2 separate regions of the Mus musculus genome follow, and region 1 is linked to region 2. Evidence: chromatin contacts called from public HiChIP or PLAC-seq data. All regions are on one chromosome and are shown on one strand. The core of a region is the stretch at or near the end of the contact, and the rest is flanking DNA. Distances in the headings are between cores, read along the strand shown. Region 1 overlaps Lrch1 (leucine-rich repeats and calponin homology (CH) domain containing 1). Region 2 overlaps Lrch1 (leucine-rich repeats and calponin homology (CH) domain containing 1).

What was found. HiChIP or PLAC-seq counts read pairs in DNA pulled down with a chosen protein or histone mark.
Region 1: a contact with region 2 is called in a BATF HiChIP or PLAC-seq map of CD8 T cells, with 6 read pairs. The contact joins two enhancer-like sites. A contact is called at or near these places in 1 of 15 datasets of contacts at CTCF or cohesin (the NIH/3T3 cell line), 5 of 484 Hi-C or Micro-C datasets (bone marrow-derived macrophages, muscle stem cells, myocytes and 2 more), 5 of 115 datasets of contacts at active chromatin or transcription factors (CD8 T cells, effector CD8 T cells, embryonic stem cells and 2 more) and 2 of 9 other capture datasets (bone marrow-derived macrophages and embryonic stem cells).

Annotation. Positions count from the first base shown.
Region 1 is chr14:74,917,307-74,921,595 of GRCm38.p6, reverse strand. All of the region lies in intron 1 of Lrch1 (leucine-rich repeats and calponin homology (CH) domain containing 1), which reads left to right. Among named protein-coding and RNA genes, the nearest start is that of Gm10847, 2.7 kb to the left of the region's middle. Within about 2 kb of position 2,920, at least 56 of the 459 cell types and tissues checked have an H3K27ac peak or open chromatin away from gene starts, as enhancers often do. A contact at or near this core is called in CD8 T cells, where this site is marked.
Region 2 is chr14:74,828,994-74,833,317 of GRCm38.p6, reverse strand. The region is part of intron 3 of Lrch1 (leucine-rich repeats and calponin homology (CH) domain containing 1); the gene reads left to right. Among named protein-coding and RNA genes, the nearest start is that of Gm52135, 13 kb to the right of the region's middle. Within about 2 kb of position 2,542, at least 14 of the 459 cell types and tissues checked have an H3K27ac peak or open chromatin away from gene starts, as enhancers often do. A contact at or near this core is called in CD8 T cells, where this site is marked.

The sequences.
Region 1 (4,289 bases), core at 1,671-4,170, 88 kb before region 2:
TCTATTTTTATAGCTCACCAGGGCAGTATTGGTCACTAAAAAAGTGGGCCATCTGAGAACTGCACGAGCAAGATATCAGTTCACTGAGGCTGAGGCAGGAGGATTGAGAGTTCAAGGTCAGCGTCGGTTACAAAGGGAGGTCTGTCTACCTATCTCTCTCTTTCTGTCTCTCTCTCTCTCTCACACACACACACACACACACACACACACACTGTATGTTTTTGTCTACACACCCACACACAGCAGGACTGGTAATGTTTCTGTTTATACACCCATACCTACACATGGTGGATTGATATATGTTTTTGTTTACACATACACACAGTGGATTGATACACTACATATTTTGGTCTATATATGCATGATGAACTTATGACTGTATATTTTTGCCTATATATACACTGTGGACTGGACTTATTACTTATTATTATGTTTTAGTCTCTTGAGCTCTTTCTTGGCTTTTTATTTTATTTTATTTTTTTCCCTACAGAGTCTCACCATGTAGCTGGGCTAATCTCAAACTCTCTCGGATCTTCCTGTGACACCCTCCCCAAACCCCTAATGCTGGCTTTTCAGGCTGTGCAGCCAAAACCAAGAGAGTTCTTCCCCCTTAGCACTGTACCCGTTCACTTGGTATTGAGGAATAATGATTTTTCCCTTCGAAAATCCTCATTTGGCTGACTTTAGTGGGGTATAGGGTCAGTAGTTCCTTTCCTGTGGCTTATGGCTGCAGATCTGCTGATGTGAATGATAAAGCGATAACACCATATTCCTATCCACTCATTTCCGGTTTCTTTCCCGAGTTCCTTTGTTGCCACTTTGCTCACACATTTTAGATTTTTGTCTTCCCACACTCTTGTGAGAGGCTGCCAACCTGTGTCCCCACCCAGGTGCAACGCAGATGTCCACGTCGTTGTCTGCTGAAAGGATCCTGTTTCAGAAATGAGTGTTGCGTTCTTCATTGGGAAGTTTGCAGAGTCAAAGCTGACGGAAGCCCAGGGTCAGAATCTCAGCTCCATGGGGTGAGCTTGGTAGAATTTCAGAGTTCCCTGGGAGGACTTGGCACCCGCCCTTGGGAATGACAGGAGTAGAACCTGTCTCATAGAGATGTGGACGTCTGTATCACATGAGTCGTAGGGCACTTGGCATGAATGCCACTTTGGGTTCCAGCTCATGGCCCTTTGTGGCTATTCTTCCTCTCCCAGACTCACTCCTGTTGCTTCCAGGTTGGGGAGAAAAAGTTGTGTTCAACTCATTTTTATTACTGAGCAACCCCCCCTCACCCCCACCCCCCTCCAATAAGCTTTGTAATACTATTTTCAGTGGACGAGTTCTTAAAACTAATTCTGTCACTTGCCTCGTCTGCGTTGTGGGGGCCAGGTAGGCAGTGAAGCTTGTGTTGCTGATGTTGTGAAGATGTGGGCTCTTTCCCATGGTGATGAAGAGCTGCCTAGCTCTTGTCTGAGTGTGACGGTCCCTCTAAGTCTCTTTGTGCCTTATGTGTAGGGGTGTGAGTGTGCACACACGTGCATGTGTTAGTGCATGTTCTTACAGGCAGATGTGTATAGGTGCCAGAGGTCAGCACTGGATATCTCTTGTCACTCACTGTCTGCCTTGATTTTTGAGGCAGGGTCTCTCACTGGTCCTGGAGCATACTGTACAGGCTAGATTAGCTAGCCCCTCCCCTCCTGCTGGGATTACAAATGCTATGCAAAGCATTTTAATTGCATGATCTGGGGGTTGAACTCCGGGTTTGTGTTTGTAAGGTGCGCTGTTTATTGGAGCTGTCTCAACTTCCCTTGATCTTTCTAAATGTTTCTTAATGAACTTTGGTTTCTTAAGGTTTTGCCCATTTGTAATTGTATAGACTTAATTCTTCTTTATTGCTTGTTTTGGGGGTAAGGGAGTGTGAGACAGGTTTCTCTATGTATGTAGCTCTGGATGCCCTGGAACTCACTACACAGACCAAGCTGCCCATGAACTTGTGGTAGTTTCTTCTGTTTCTACTTCCTTGGGTTGGGGTTACAGATGCGAGCCACCACATCAAGTTGACCCTTAGCTTTCACATGCCAGACTAGTCAAAATCCACAAGGACTGATGAACACTGTTTTATAAAATGCTGCTTGTGAAAAAAACAAACAAACAAAAAAAGGACCTTCTGGAGCTGGACCGTGTGCACAGCATGGATGGCATCTGTGCTGTGGTTGGGAAGGATCACGGCAGTGCAGTTTGGTGTGTTTGCTATAGAAGTTCCTCTCTCAGAGTGCTCCCGTGGGAACCGAGCAAGCAGAGAGCTGGGCATTTTCACGTGTTTCACTACTGAAAAGTAAAGAGGGGAACTCCTAGTGACATGGAGACATAATTCCAGGCGGATTTCTGAGTTCGAGGTCAACCTGGTCTACAGAGTGAGTTCCAGGACAGCCAGGGCTATACAGAAACCCTGTCTTGAAAAACCAAAACAAACAAACAAACAAACAAACCAACGAGACGTAATTCCTTAAGGGAAGCACAGCTTCTCAGATGGTTGGGAACTTTTTCAGCTTAGCACAGGGGCAGGCATCTGTGTGTCACCACTCGGGTGCTTAGAGTTTCTGTGACCTGTCTTAGAACGCTTGGAACCTACCTGTGAGGAGAGGAGCAGCTGACACTCATGCTGCTGTCACACGTGAAGATGCCATGGGTCTTTCCATGGCTGGGACAGAAATGAGCATGACGCAAAATCCTGGCCTTGAATATGCCTCACCTACTGGTGTGTTGTTAATCTGAGTCATTGCTACTTTGGGCTGCAGCTCTATCTCCCGTTCACTTTTAATCATTTTTTTGGTCCTGTCCCTATAGATGTCTGCTTTTAGACCCACCCTGCTGTGTAAAGTCCCAGCTCTAAGCCTTGTGGGCCAGTGTTGTGTGGGAGGATACTGGGGCAGGGGTGGGGGGTGGAGAGGAATCAGCACTTCAGAATTTACTTTCACTTTTTATCTTGAGTTCTACTGCCTTAAAAGCCTCACATTTTTTCTTCATGGGCTTTGGATGTGGACAAGGGATCTATTTCTAGTCAGTCTATTTCTAATGCTATCATAGATGATATTACATAAATGTAGGTAGAAAGAGAGTGAGGAGGAAAGGATAGCAAGCAGAGGACATGTGGCCATTGGCTACAGCCAAGTGACAGTTCTGATGACCACTGTCACCAGGTGGTTTGGGGAGTGCTAGGGTTCTGTGACCTGTCTCAGAACATTTGGAACCTACCTGTGAGGAGTGGAGCAGCCGACCCTCACTCTGCGGTCATGGTCACACGTGAGAATGCCACAGGTCCCCGGAACGTTGTATTTGTTCCTGGGAAAGTGTCACATAACAGGCCATAACTGCCAGTCACTTGTAATTGTCAGCCATTGACATAATTGAATAGCTCATTTAGTGGATCTGTAGAGCTCACTTCTTCATTGAGGACCACGACTGAGCTGTAACTGGCTGTGTTGGGCTTGGGTTGGGGTTCTGGGATGATGGGCTGCATTTTGTTGGCATGGGCAGCTTTTCTGGATCTTTCCAAGCAGAGAAGAATATTAGGCATTTTGGACAGAGATGGCGGTTTCATCCAGGATTTTATGAGAAAGCCTTAGCTTTTGTAGCAAAGTCAGTGATTCCCACCAGGTCTCAGTTTCGTTATGAAAAGGGAACTGGCCATTAAATGGCTACTGCCTCAGACTCAGAGATACTGTGATTTGCTGAAGCTCAAATAGCACCTGACAGATGCGAAGAGGCTCAGTAAGTCTAGGCCTCCTTTTATCTCTCCAAGATTCTTGGTTTGTAATGACCACATTCCAGGGATACTGCTTGTTCAAGGAAATGTCTCCTGTCCCCATTACTCTGATTTCAGAGACTAGAGAGTTGTGGCCCCCAGTGTCACCTCTGTTCCCGACCCTGTGTTTTTTTCTGACCCTGGCCCTGGGGTTTTTCAGAACCCTAGAAAGAGGTGCCAGACCTCTAACTCTTCCTGTGGTCCCAGGCAGGCTGCACTCCAAATACATGCATAACACTGATGCTGATGGAAAGGATGCCAGGTGAACCTTGAGGCTGGAGCTTCGGTGATGATGAGCCAAGGCAGTTTAGACAGCATTTCCGGATGTTTCTGAAAGGTTTGACGTAAGCCACAGGCATTTTTAGAAGTATCAGAGGAGAGGTAATGAAGATGCTAAGGCATACATACATGGTGACTTGCCTGAGCGGATGATGGGTTTAAACTGGCAGATGAATCTCTCAGGACACTCGTGACAAGTATGATTACTTAGGGA
Region 2 (4,324 bases), core at 1,293-3,792:
CACAGCCATCTGCCTACCTGGTCAACACCCTGGACAACCAACACCTAGCCATTCTTCTTTCCAGCCCCTGTGTATTTTCCATCTGATGCAGGCACTGGTGCAGGGCAACTGATAGGATCTTAACTCTGTATCTGATCCATTTAGAGTCACTACTGATAAATCAGTCTAGAACTTTCAGACCCCCTTGCCCACTCTGAATCATCTCCTAACCATCTCTCGAGGTTTATCTTGCAGCTTAGATATTGTGTGTGTAAGTGCTGCTTCGTGGGAAGAAGAGCGAAGGCTGACATGTACTGAGCATCTGTTTCTAGTAGGCTGTTAACTATTTTATTTACCGGCATCGTTCCATAAAGCCTTAAAATAACCAGGCAAGGCAGGTAGCACGTTGCTATGTTATAGTCTGGAGCCGGTTCCGTAGTTACTTACCTAAGGGGATGGAGCAACGTGGCTGATTAAAGTCAAACACCAGTACTGAGCTCAGCGGTGTGGAAAATGGTGATTTCTTTCTCTGGAATTCCTTATTACAGTTTGCTGTGACTTTCTTATTAAACTTGTGACAAGCCACAACTTGCAGATGAGCCGGAGACCTTCTCCTTGATGGCCCTGGACAAATAGGCATGTCTGAATGTTTCCTTACAGTAGAACCAGGTCAGGTTGCGAGCATCTGTAGCCTTCTGTAGACTAAATCTCACTTAAACTCAACTAAAACCTTTGGAACTTGTTGAACTTGTGTGTGTATGTGTGTTTGCATGTTTATAAATGTATTTGGAGGCCAGAGATAAGTCTTGGGTGTCTTCCTTAATGGGTTCTCCATTTGCATACGTGTCTCTCTGTGTGTTTGTGTATGCACAAGTGTTGGTATGGTAGTGCATTTATGTGTGTACACGTAACATATGTGCCTGTTCCCGTGCATGGGGAAGCCAGAGAAGGATGTTCAGGGTTCTCTGTCACTCTCTGCCATATTCCCAGGAGACATGATCTCTCGGAGAACCTAGACGCTGTATTTCGGCAAGACTGGCAGGACAGCAGGCCCCAGCAGTCCTCTCTTAGCCTTCCACTCACAGTGCAGAGGACGATAGACACACAGCACCACACTTGGCTTTGAGATTCACTCTGGAGATCTGCCTCAGGTCCTCATACTCCTGCTATAAGGACTCCTACTGAGTGAGGCCAGACTCCGGGACTTCTACCTTATTTTTTGAGGTGGGATCTCTCACTGACTGAGCTATTCTAGCTGACCAGCAAGCCCCAGGAATCTTCTAGTTCCCGTCCCTCCTCCCAGGGCTGGGATTACAGGCAGCTGCTTCTGGCCCAGCTTTTTAACACAGTTGCTGGAGATACAAATTCAATGCCTTACAAGGGTTTCACTGGCCGAGCCATCTCTGGAAATGTGCTTCTTTTTCTGTCCGATCCTGCTGACAGATGAGGTGTGTCTGGTGAGAGGTGCTCTATCATGGCCACATGTTACAGTTGACTAGCAGCTGTGAAGACTGGCATGCTAACAGCTCAGTAAAGTCGGGTCCTTTTACAGATGAGACCTTTGCCAAGGACCCAGGAGTTCCACCCTGGTGCTGTGCACTTGAGTGGGTTGCTGGCCTCGCTGGCTTTGCTTGCTTTCTCTCATGTCCTCCCTGGCTGAGCATCCCCATCTGCCATGCAGAAGAACAGAGGGCCTGACTTAGGAGCCTGCCTTCACAGCAGAAGGCCCACCAGGCTGGATCCAGTCATGCTGGTAGAAGGTCTAACCCTAGGCCCTAACCAGACACACAGGGTTTTTATTTACCTTTCAACCACTGTTTGGCTGTGTGGGGCATTTGAGCTAAGAGCCAGATGACAAGCTTCTGACGAGAGTCCTCCCTATCATGATTTTATACCTAGTGTCTCTGTGGTAGGTGTGGGAGTGTGTGCCAGCGCGTCTGCTGTAATCATTTGTCCATTAGTGGTCTCTGGTAATGCCTTTGACCTTTCTGGTTTCTGTGGAAACCCGGGAGTTACTCAGAGCCTCTCTGTGGCTTCCATTTCTGCCTTTAGCAGCAAGAACAGGGAGTGGAGCCTGTGTTTGTGGGATGTGGAGAGGTCTGAGGCCTAGGTTCACAATGGAGAGGCAAGGGCGTGAGGCGGCCATATGTCACATCAAAGGCTGCTGCTCTGAAGGGGTCAGGCTTATGTTAATATACTTTTATTTTTTTTTTCCTTTTTCCAAGTTCTGACTGTAGGTATTGAGGGTTGTTTGATTACCAAGAAATGAAAATTGACATTATTGAGTACCACTTAATAGTTTCATTTACTTCTTGGGTAGTCAGTGGATTTTCCTGATATAGAAATTAGAAATTAGAAATATTTCATACTCTATTTATTTATTAATTTATTTATATATGTGTACTGTATTTATTCATATATATATATATGTGTGTGTGTGTGTGTGTGTGTGTGTGTGTGTGTGTGCTTTATTGAGTGAGTGAGTGAGTGCAGGTTAGGAAACTTTGATGAGCCCCCTCCTTTGCGGGAGTGAGGCCCCTCCTCCCACCTTGTGGCTTCCTGGAGTCAGGGGTTGAGACTTTGGTCAGGTGCTCACTCTGATGCTCATCCCTCCTGTTTCTGTGAGCACAGAGAGAGTAAGGCACTTGCCTCAAGTTGTATAGGGAGACATGCAAAAGGCACCTCTACAGAGGGGTCTGGTTCCACGCTGGTTGGACACTGTTGATAATTTGCTTTTGCACCCATTACCGAAAGACCTAATTTTCTTATAGACATTCTTTTGCTGGTATTATACCACTCAGTCCACCCCTGAGTGTGATTTAAGTCATTGTTAGGATCTAAACAATAGGGTTTGGGTGAGTGAGCCCATAAAAAGCTTATATTTGAGTATTTAAATTGTTATAATTAGATTCCCTTTTTCTTTTAGGAAGAATTCAGTCAGTAAATATTTGTAACAGTTTCTCATGATTCTTGTGTTGGATAGTTGTGATGTTATAATGTTGAGTGCACAGTGATTCAATGTAGCTTAAGTGAGTTATTCTCAAAGACATAGAAGGTTGGGACTAACAGAAAATTCAGAAGGAATTAATTTGAATATTCTAGTAAGTAAATTGATGTGGAATTTGCAATCTGATACTCGACACTGATTGTAGACATGTAAGACATTGATTGCTCTTTGCTTTAAAATTTATTTTTCTAATTAGTATCTTTTCAGAATAATCTTTAAAAAGCCCTATGACTTATTTAGACGAATTTTGTACAGAAATGTTCTAGAGAATGAGACCATTCTAGAAACATTGCTTGTGCATTTTCAAGATAGAAACCTCCCCAGACATGGAGATAATTATTGCTTTTTCACACTACTCCTTCCGCTAATTAGACATAAGTACCCGTGGGGTTTCTTTTTATGATGAAACGCATAACCTCTTTAAGACTTGGTTAGGTTCAGAGGCTCCTGGGAAATAGGATTTGCCCTGTTTTTACCATATTAAATATACAATGCTGTATAGCCTGTCTCTCCTTTATGTAATAGATTTGCTTGGGAAATCTATTCCTATTATGTTATGCATATTATATTGGGAGGGCACATAACTGACCCTCGTCAGATACTCTTCAAAATCCGAGCAGGCCTGTGTATTTGTGTTTGTCCATAGGTGTCCTGTTTCTTAGATGGAGAACTTGGGTGCCTATCAGACGCAGCGCTGTCTTATGTGTAGTAAGTACATGCTGAGGTTACCGCATGTGCTTAAACACAGCCTGCAGGGGTTGGTTGGTTGGTTACGGCCATGGTGTTGGGGGTTTGTGCCAGGAAGAATCATCTAGGCTATTGGGGTCCAACCTACGCCTAATGATGCTGCCATTAACTGGGGACAACATAAACACACACAGACACACACAGACACACACAGACACAGACACACACACACACACACACACACACACACACACACAGGTTTGATCTTAGGAGAGGCCATTCTGCAAGTGTGTTGCCTAAACATATAGATTATCTTCCCTTTTCTCATTTTTATTAAAGAAAAAAAATCATATTAGTTATGTCTTTCAAAGCCGTGGAAGCGGTTGATTTCATACTTGCGATGAGTCTCCACAAGCAATGATAAGCTTTCCCATGTGGTTGCTTAGGAGACTCACAGAAACTTAATTTATACTTACATGACAAGAGTCCTCTCCTCAGACAGAAAATCACCCCTGCAGATTCTTCCCCCAAACCGTGTCTCCCCTTTGGCACTGTCAGTCCTGTGCCGGGCCTGATCTGGAGCCTGGAGGACCGTAGCATGATCTCCTGTGACACTGGCCTCAGGCCGGCCTGGCTTCCATGCTTGTGAGG